2 separate regions of the Mus musculus genome follow, and region 1 is linked to region 2. Evidence: chromatin contacts called from public ChIA-PET data. All regions are on one chromosome and are shown on one strand. Each heading gives the region's core, a stretch centred on a gene start, on an enhancer-like site or on the middle of the called end of the contact. The rest is flanking DNA. Distances are from core to core; before and after follow the strand shown.

Region 1 (3,302 bases), core at 678-3,177, 150 kb before region 2:
AGCATCGGCTGCTCTTGCAGAGGATCCAGCTTCCACATGGTGGTTCACAGCCCAGGGGACCTGATGCCCTCTTCTGGCCTTCCTGGCCTCGCACATAGTACATAGATACACATTCAGAACACTCAGACATGTAAAAATTAAAAAGAAAAAAAAGACAAAATTACCCATTGTCTCAGCTTGCAGAAATAACCTTCTAATACAATGGAAAAAAAACTCTTTGCAAACTGTCAATTGTTGTTATAATATATATGTATATAAATGTGTGTATATACATTATTATATTACATTAATACACACACACACACACACACACACACACACATATATATATATATATATATATATATATATATATATATATATATATATATATTACTTTTTTCCTTAACACTATAGTCCAAGCATAGTCCCCCCTTTTTAAAGTTTATAAACGGCATCTCACTGAATAGTCCTGGAACCCTCTATGTAAATCAGGCTAGCCTTGAACTCACAGAGATCCTGCCTGCTCCTGCTTACAGAGTACTGGGATTAAAGGTGTGCACTATCATGCCTGGCAATTTAAAAATTTTCTATATCTAAACCATTCTCTAACATTGTTAAAGTAGAGAAACCTATATAAAGAGTTTAACCCAGCTGTTGGTCTGCCTTTGATTTCATCTTGTCAAACACAATGAAGTGTGTGTTCACCCACATGTCTTGGTCTCCATTCCTGGAGAAGGCTGGACAAAGTATTTCTGGGTTGGAGGCTTTTTTTTTTTTTTTAATTTATTTTTTTGCATTGGGATGCTGGCAGGCTTTTCTCAGAAGGATGGAACCTGAGTTTCTTCAGATCTAAAGGTCGTGGCAGGATACATTCTGTATGCACGTGGGGCTGGGGCTGGGGCTGGAAATGGCTCAGACTCCGAGGCTTTGGCCAGTCCATCACCTTCATCATTTCATGCTGACACAAAGCAAAACAACGCAACAACACAAAACCAACCTTCTCAGAAGTCCTATCCTGTCTCCTGTTACAGCTTGGAGAGTGTCTGTCATCAGGCACATTCTGGGAGACTTTCCCTTTATCTAAAGGGGTCAAGAGAGACTTCTGGAAAAGCACCTGTCATGGCCCAAGATGATTCTGGGTCAGCTGATTGAGGGAAGGTTTGGAAAAGCTTCCTGGCTTGGGGAAAAAGGTGGTGCCCACTATGCTACCTGCAGTCTACTTAGCATATCAGACCCCAAGCATCATGCCTGCCCTGTGTTACAGAGAGCACTATTACATAGGACACCAAGGGGGGGGGGGAGAAAGAGAGAGAGAGAGAGAGAGAGAGAGAGAGAGAGAGAGAGAGGCAGAGAGAGCAGAGAGAGCGAAACAGAGACACAGGGAGAGACAGAGTGTGTGTGTGTGAGAGAGAGAGAGAGAGAGAGAGAGAAAGAGAGAGGCAGAGAGAGCAGAGAGAGCGAAACAGACACAGGGAGAGACAGTGTGTGTGTGTGTGTGTGTGTGTGTGTGTGTGTGTGAGAGAGAGAGAGAGAGAGAGAGAGAGAGAGAGAGAGAGAGAGAGAGATGTTTGGAAAAGTTTGTGGGTAAACTGTGCCAAGCCTGATGACCTAAGTTAGATCCCTGGGATTCACAAGGTGGGAGAGAGCTATCCTCTATACATTGTCCTCTGACCTGTGCAAGCGTACTTTTAAGCTCTCCCTCCCCTAAGCAAAACTGATATTAACAAGCTCTATGCTTTAAGAAATAGCCCTGCCCCAAATCCCTGTAATTTACTCCCCATCCAAGCTCCATTCAAGCAGCAAGCAGCTGTGTCATCTGCTCTGCTTCCCAGCCCCACTTGAACCTGCGCTGCCTTCAATGCTAGCTAGCATAAGCTTCACTTAGACGCTTCAGGGAGCCAGCATCGGGCATTGACAGGAAGGCGCATGCGTCCCGACCGTGATCTGAGCATGTTACTCAGAAGTTTCGTAATCTGTGAGTCACAAAACAGGAAGGATAACATTTGCCTCACTGTTAAGTATTGTTCTCAGATGACACGATGCTAGCGAAACTGCCTCATGTATAGAAGATACTCAGGAAATGCATCAAGAATCGATGAGCCCCTCCCAGATGACTGGGGCTCGCGTTCCCTTGTCTCCAGCCCCTTACCACTCCCCTTTTCTATACTCTTGCCTTGCCATGCTTGTGAGGCAGGGCCAAAAGCTCAAGAGATTCTTCTGGTACCTTCTCTGGCACCTTACATACCGTTCTTGTTCAAAGCATTAAGCGTAACCAAGGGTGTTGCTTTTTTTTTTTTTTTTCTTTACATTCATTCCAGGGTGGAAGGTTGTCTCACTGCACGAGAGACATGTTATCCTACAGGTGTCACGACCACCCCCAAATCCAGCCTTTCAGACCAGAGCTCCCTGAACCCATGCCCCCTACAAGCTAAGGCTCAGAGAAGAGCGATGCTTCTCCACTTTGGGCTTCTTAGCCCTCCAGGGCACATTTTCCAAAGCATGAGATATGTTGGGTTGTCATAGTTAGGGGGATTCTTCCTGGCGTCTGGTTAAGTAAGGGGTTTGAGATGTTGACAAACATCCCACAGTGCACCTACAAGGAACCAGCCTGCCCGAGGAATTAACAGTGCCATGGTTGAAAACCTTGACTTAGAGGGGCCCTTCCATAAGGTCAGGGCAAAGCTCTGCTCACAGCCCTCCCCACCCATGGTTCCTAAACCCCTCCTCTTTATGGTGGGGGGACAAGGCCAGGAAGGCCCCACATCCCAGTTACCACGCTCAGCCTCCTCCTGTTTCCACCTGCTGTTCTGCTCTGTTACCTCCTGCCCCTCTAAGATAGCCTGTGTGTCCTACGTGCCACCTGCTGTACAGCTCTGTGGTCACCCCAAGGGTCACCCCCGCCTGCCTCTGCTCAAAGGTTGTCTTCCCAGGGAGAACTTCCTTCACACCTCGTGCCAAACTATAATCTGCCCAGAGCTTTCTGTCCGGCCATGATCTGTTTTTCCTTGCCTCTGGCCCCCGAGACCCCAGGTCACTGACGGTATTAGCTTACCGTCCTGATCAAGTGTGATATCTGCAGGACTTTTTTTTTCCTTGTTCCCTGATATTTTCTTCTGCTTGATTCTTTTTCTTTTCTTTTCTTTTTCTTTTTTATTTTTGAGACAGGGTTTCTCTGTGTAGCCCTGGCTGTCCTGAAACTCACTCTGTAGACCAGGCTGGCTTTGAACTCAGAAATCTGCCTGTCTTTGTCTCCTAAGTGCTGGAATTAAAGGCATGCACCACCACTGCCCTGCACTTGCCTGATTTTTATATATTATATC
Region 2 (3,298 bases), core at 204-2,703:
AAAAAATCTTTGCATTCTTCTAAATTTGATTTCCTAACAAAGTACTGGTGATGGGTTTTGCTATTCTCTTAGATAAATCAAGGTACATATGTCTACATAACTGCATATCAATTTAAAGTTGGAGAAATGCAAGGAAGGCTGATAGCCCAAAGGAAATACAGGCTTCTGTATTTGGGGAGGGATGTAGCATAGACTGAGGTGTGGGCTATTGATTTTCTTTGTTGGTATATGAAGGGCATTCACATTTTGTATGTGATGTGTATTTCTTCTCCTTTGCTCTGTAGATTAGAAAAGTTCAGCCATCTGAGGGCCCTTTATCTTGGAGGTGTCGACTTGTGTACTTCCTGTTGCACCATACAGAACTATCTTCCAAATCTGACACTAAATAGACATTACTACTCTTTACCGTGTTGAAGTAACCACCAGAAAAATGGAACTACACACCCACAGTGGAACCCATGCAGGGGGCAGAGCCAGTCTGTTACCCACACCACCCACCTCCACTGGCAGACAATGGGGGGTTGGGAGAGGGAGAGAATGTAAAACAGTGAATCACTGGTAAAGAGTGGCCATATTGAGGAACACAGGGGAATCCTTCAGTAGTGAACACACAGATGGGACCCATCAGCTTAGGAGTCCCCTTTTCTGGAAGCAGCATCAAATAATAATAATAATAATAATAATAATAATAATAATAATAATAATAATAATAAATTTAAAAAAATATTGTGTAAGATTCATCAGATCGTCAGAGCTTGGCTGGGTAGGTCTTGCTTAAAATGAGCTAATTTGCATTTCGGGGTTTTCAAATGTATTCTCATGATGTAAACGTTTCTCATGTCATCACACCATTTGTAAAGACTAAGGGATGTTTCTACATAGATGACTAAATTACATCCAATTAAAAATTGATGTAAATTTCCTGGAGATGAAACGTGTGTGCATATGACCTCACCACCCTCCCCTAATGCTACCCCCCTGGGAGGGATTGGATTTTTCTGGATAGGAAATAAATTCTTAGGTACAAACTTCCTTGTTCAAAGGCTAACAACATTTTCAGATTAGTTAGGCTTAGCCCGTTATACTTAGCTCCCATATCTGATGTGCCTTAGTGCCATTTGACTAGTGTACTTCCTGAAGAATCTCTCAGGAAGAAACGGGGTCTCGAAGGCTGATTGTACGCTCCTCGCTTGCTCGCTGAGCCCGTTGCTGGTACTGCTCTAATCGTCTAAGGACTCTGGCAACTGAGTGTCTGCCCACACTCCAGAGGCCCTGGGTGAAATCATTTGGGTTTTCACCGTCCAAGAGTTGTGGCAGCTTCATTTATTCACATCTGTATAATTAGAACAGCTGTGGAATAGATCAGAAGTTTCTGCTTTGTAGAGGAAACCATGACTAGTGAGAAGGAGCCCTCGAAGTGTGACTCTAGGATGACACTACCATTTCAGCAACTCGTGCTGTAGAAACCACTTCCCTGTAAACAGCCCGAGCTGAGAGAGCACCTGACCTATTCTTGCGGATATGCTGAGCCCCGTGGTTACCCAAGACCCCTCTTGCATGTACCAGTCAACAGGACACAGCTGTACTAAATACTTCCTCTCCAGTCAACTCCCCCCCCACCACCACCACCACCAGTTCCCACCTCCCCACAGCCCAGGGTCTACATACTAAGACTAAGATGTAGCTTGGCCCCATGAAGGATGCTGGCAAGTGAGTGCCTGGGCCCCATCTCATTCTGCCCACACTCTGAGACCCTAGCTATTCTCCTCCCTTGCCCCATCTTTGTTCCTGGACCTGCTTGAGTCTGTTTTCGATTGTGGTTCTTGTCTCTTGTCAGAATACATCACCAAATACTGCAGACAAAAGTAACCACGTGAAACAACTTCACAAGGGATTTTCAATATGCCTTAAGCTATGTTGTGTGTGTGTGTGGGGGGGGGGTGCTCCTTAGCTTCCTATTTTTATATAGTTCAGAAGAAGGGTTGAGTCCTCTCCTATTTGGGAAACGGGGAAACTGAACATGTTTCAACAAGAGGTAGAATCCTACAACACTTGCTTCCAGCAGCCATCCTAGCGCTGAAGGTCCCCCAGTCTGTGTCACAGGTGAGCAGCAGGGTTGGTGTCTTAGACTGACTAGAGTTCCTCAGTAGAGCAGGAACAAGAGACAGACTAGTCACTAAGTGGCATTTCCTGCAGGGGGAGATAGTGGCCAACTGTAAAGTAGAAAAAGAAATGGAAGGGGCAGGATGACTGAAAAACAATCTCCAACTGCTTTCCAGTTCTCCGCAGGGGTAAGGACCCCTGGGCAGCACTCTCTCAGTCTACATTTTCTCTGATTTTATCATTGGTTTTAAAAATATGGAGGTGACTTGTCTGTTTCTATGAAAACTCCCTTTGACTCAGCCTGTGCCTTCCCTCAGAATTAGCCCAGACCTCCAAGAATTTGTGGCCTTTTCTGTGAACACACTCCCACCCTCAGCTGGCCCCTAGCAAGTCAGAAAGTGACTACCATGAGAGAAATAGGCAGTGTCAGGTAAAACCAGTCTTTCTGTCCATCTCTGGAAGGGAATGTAAAGTCACGAGGAACTGGTAGGAGAATCTGAAAAGGCCCACAGGGTGGCTGTGGTCACTCTTGGGGAGTCCTGACCTTTGAGAGTGCCCAGAGAGGCATGCCCTGGGAGCAGCAGAGCGTCATGGAGGAGCTGCCTCTGCAGAGGAAGAGGAGGCTGGCTTATGAGACCATCAGCACCACCCCTGTCACCATGGAAACATCTGGGGAGGGCAGGTTGAGGAGTCAGGCCTGAGAATTAGAATGACCCTGAGCCTAGCTTCCCAAGTCAGATGGGGTGCAGAGAAGGGTGAACCCAGAAATTCTGTTGCCTACTCCTCAGTCTTCAAAGCTACTAAGTCAAAACCTGATAGGTCTGTGCCAATTCTCCCTAGCATTGGTGTCAACCAAGGACTACACAGAAAGGAATTTCTGTGAGTCTTAGAGAGAACAGAAATACCAGTTATATCTATGGGCAGATTAGAGAACAGAGACCCAAGGATGGGTTGCTTGCCAAAAAATATACTCTGGATACTTAATAAATATTGATTTATTTAATCGAATTAATTAAAAATTTACCAGCACACATTAATTTACATAACTATGAACTTTATTGGGACTTTTAATCTATGTGATATATTTTGCTCATACACACTCCCCTATTACCTCCCTTCCCTCACAGTGCCCCATCTACTTTCATTTTAGCTTTTCCCCACCTCTATTGTGTATATTCTACATAATAGAAAAAAT

What was found. ChIA-PET counts read pairs in DNA pulled down with a chosen protein or histone mark.
Region 1: a contact with region 2 is called in an RNA polymerase II ChIA-PET map of memory CD8 T cells, with 14 read pairs. The contact joins two enhancer-like sites. A contact is called at or near these places in 1 of 115 datasets of contacts at active chromatin or transcription factors (memory CD8 T cells) and 3 of 9 other capture datasets (adipose tissue, liver and pancreatic islet).

Annotation. Positions count from the first base shown.
Region 1 is chr11:83,788,091-83,791,392 of GRCm38.p6, reverse strand. No RefSeq gene overlaps it. Among named protein-coding and RNA genes, the nearest start is that of Gm38934, 21 kb to the left of the region's middle. Within about 2 kb of position 1,927, at least 133 of the 459 cell types and tissues checked have an H3K27ac peak or open chromatin away from gene starts, as enhancers often do. A contact at or near this core is called in memory CD8 T cells, where this site is marked.
Region 2 is chr11:83,638,571-83,641,868 of GRCm38.p6, reverse strand. No RefSeq gene overlaps it. Among named protein-coding and RNA genes, the nearest start is that of Ccl3, 9.2 kb to the left of the region's middle. Within about 2 kb of position 1,453, at least 120 of the 459 cell types and tissues checked have an H3K27ac peak or open chromatin away from gene starts, as enhancers often do. A contact at or near this core is called in memory CD8 T cells, where this site is marked.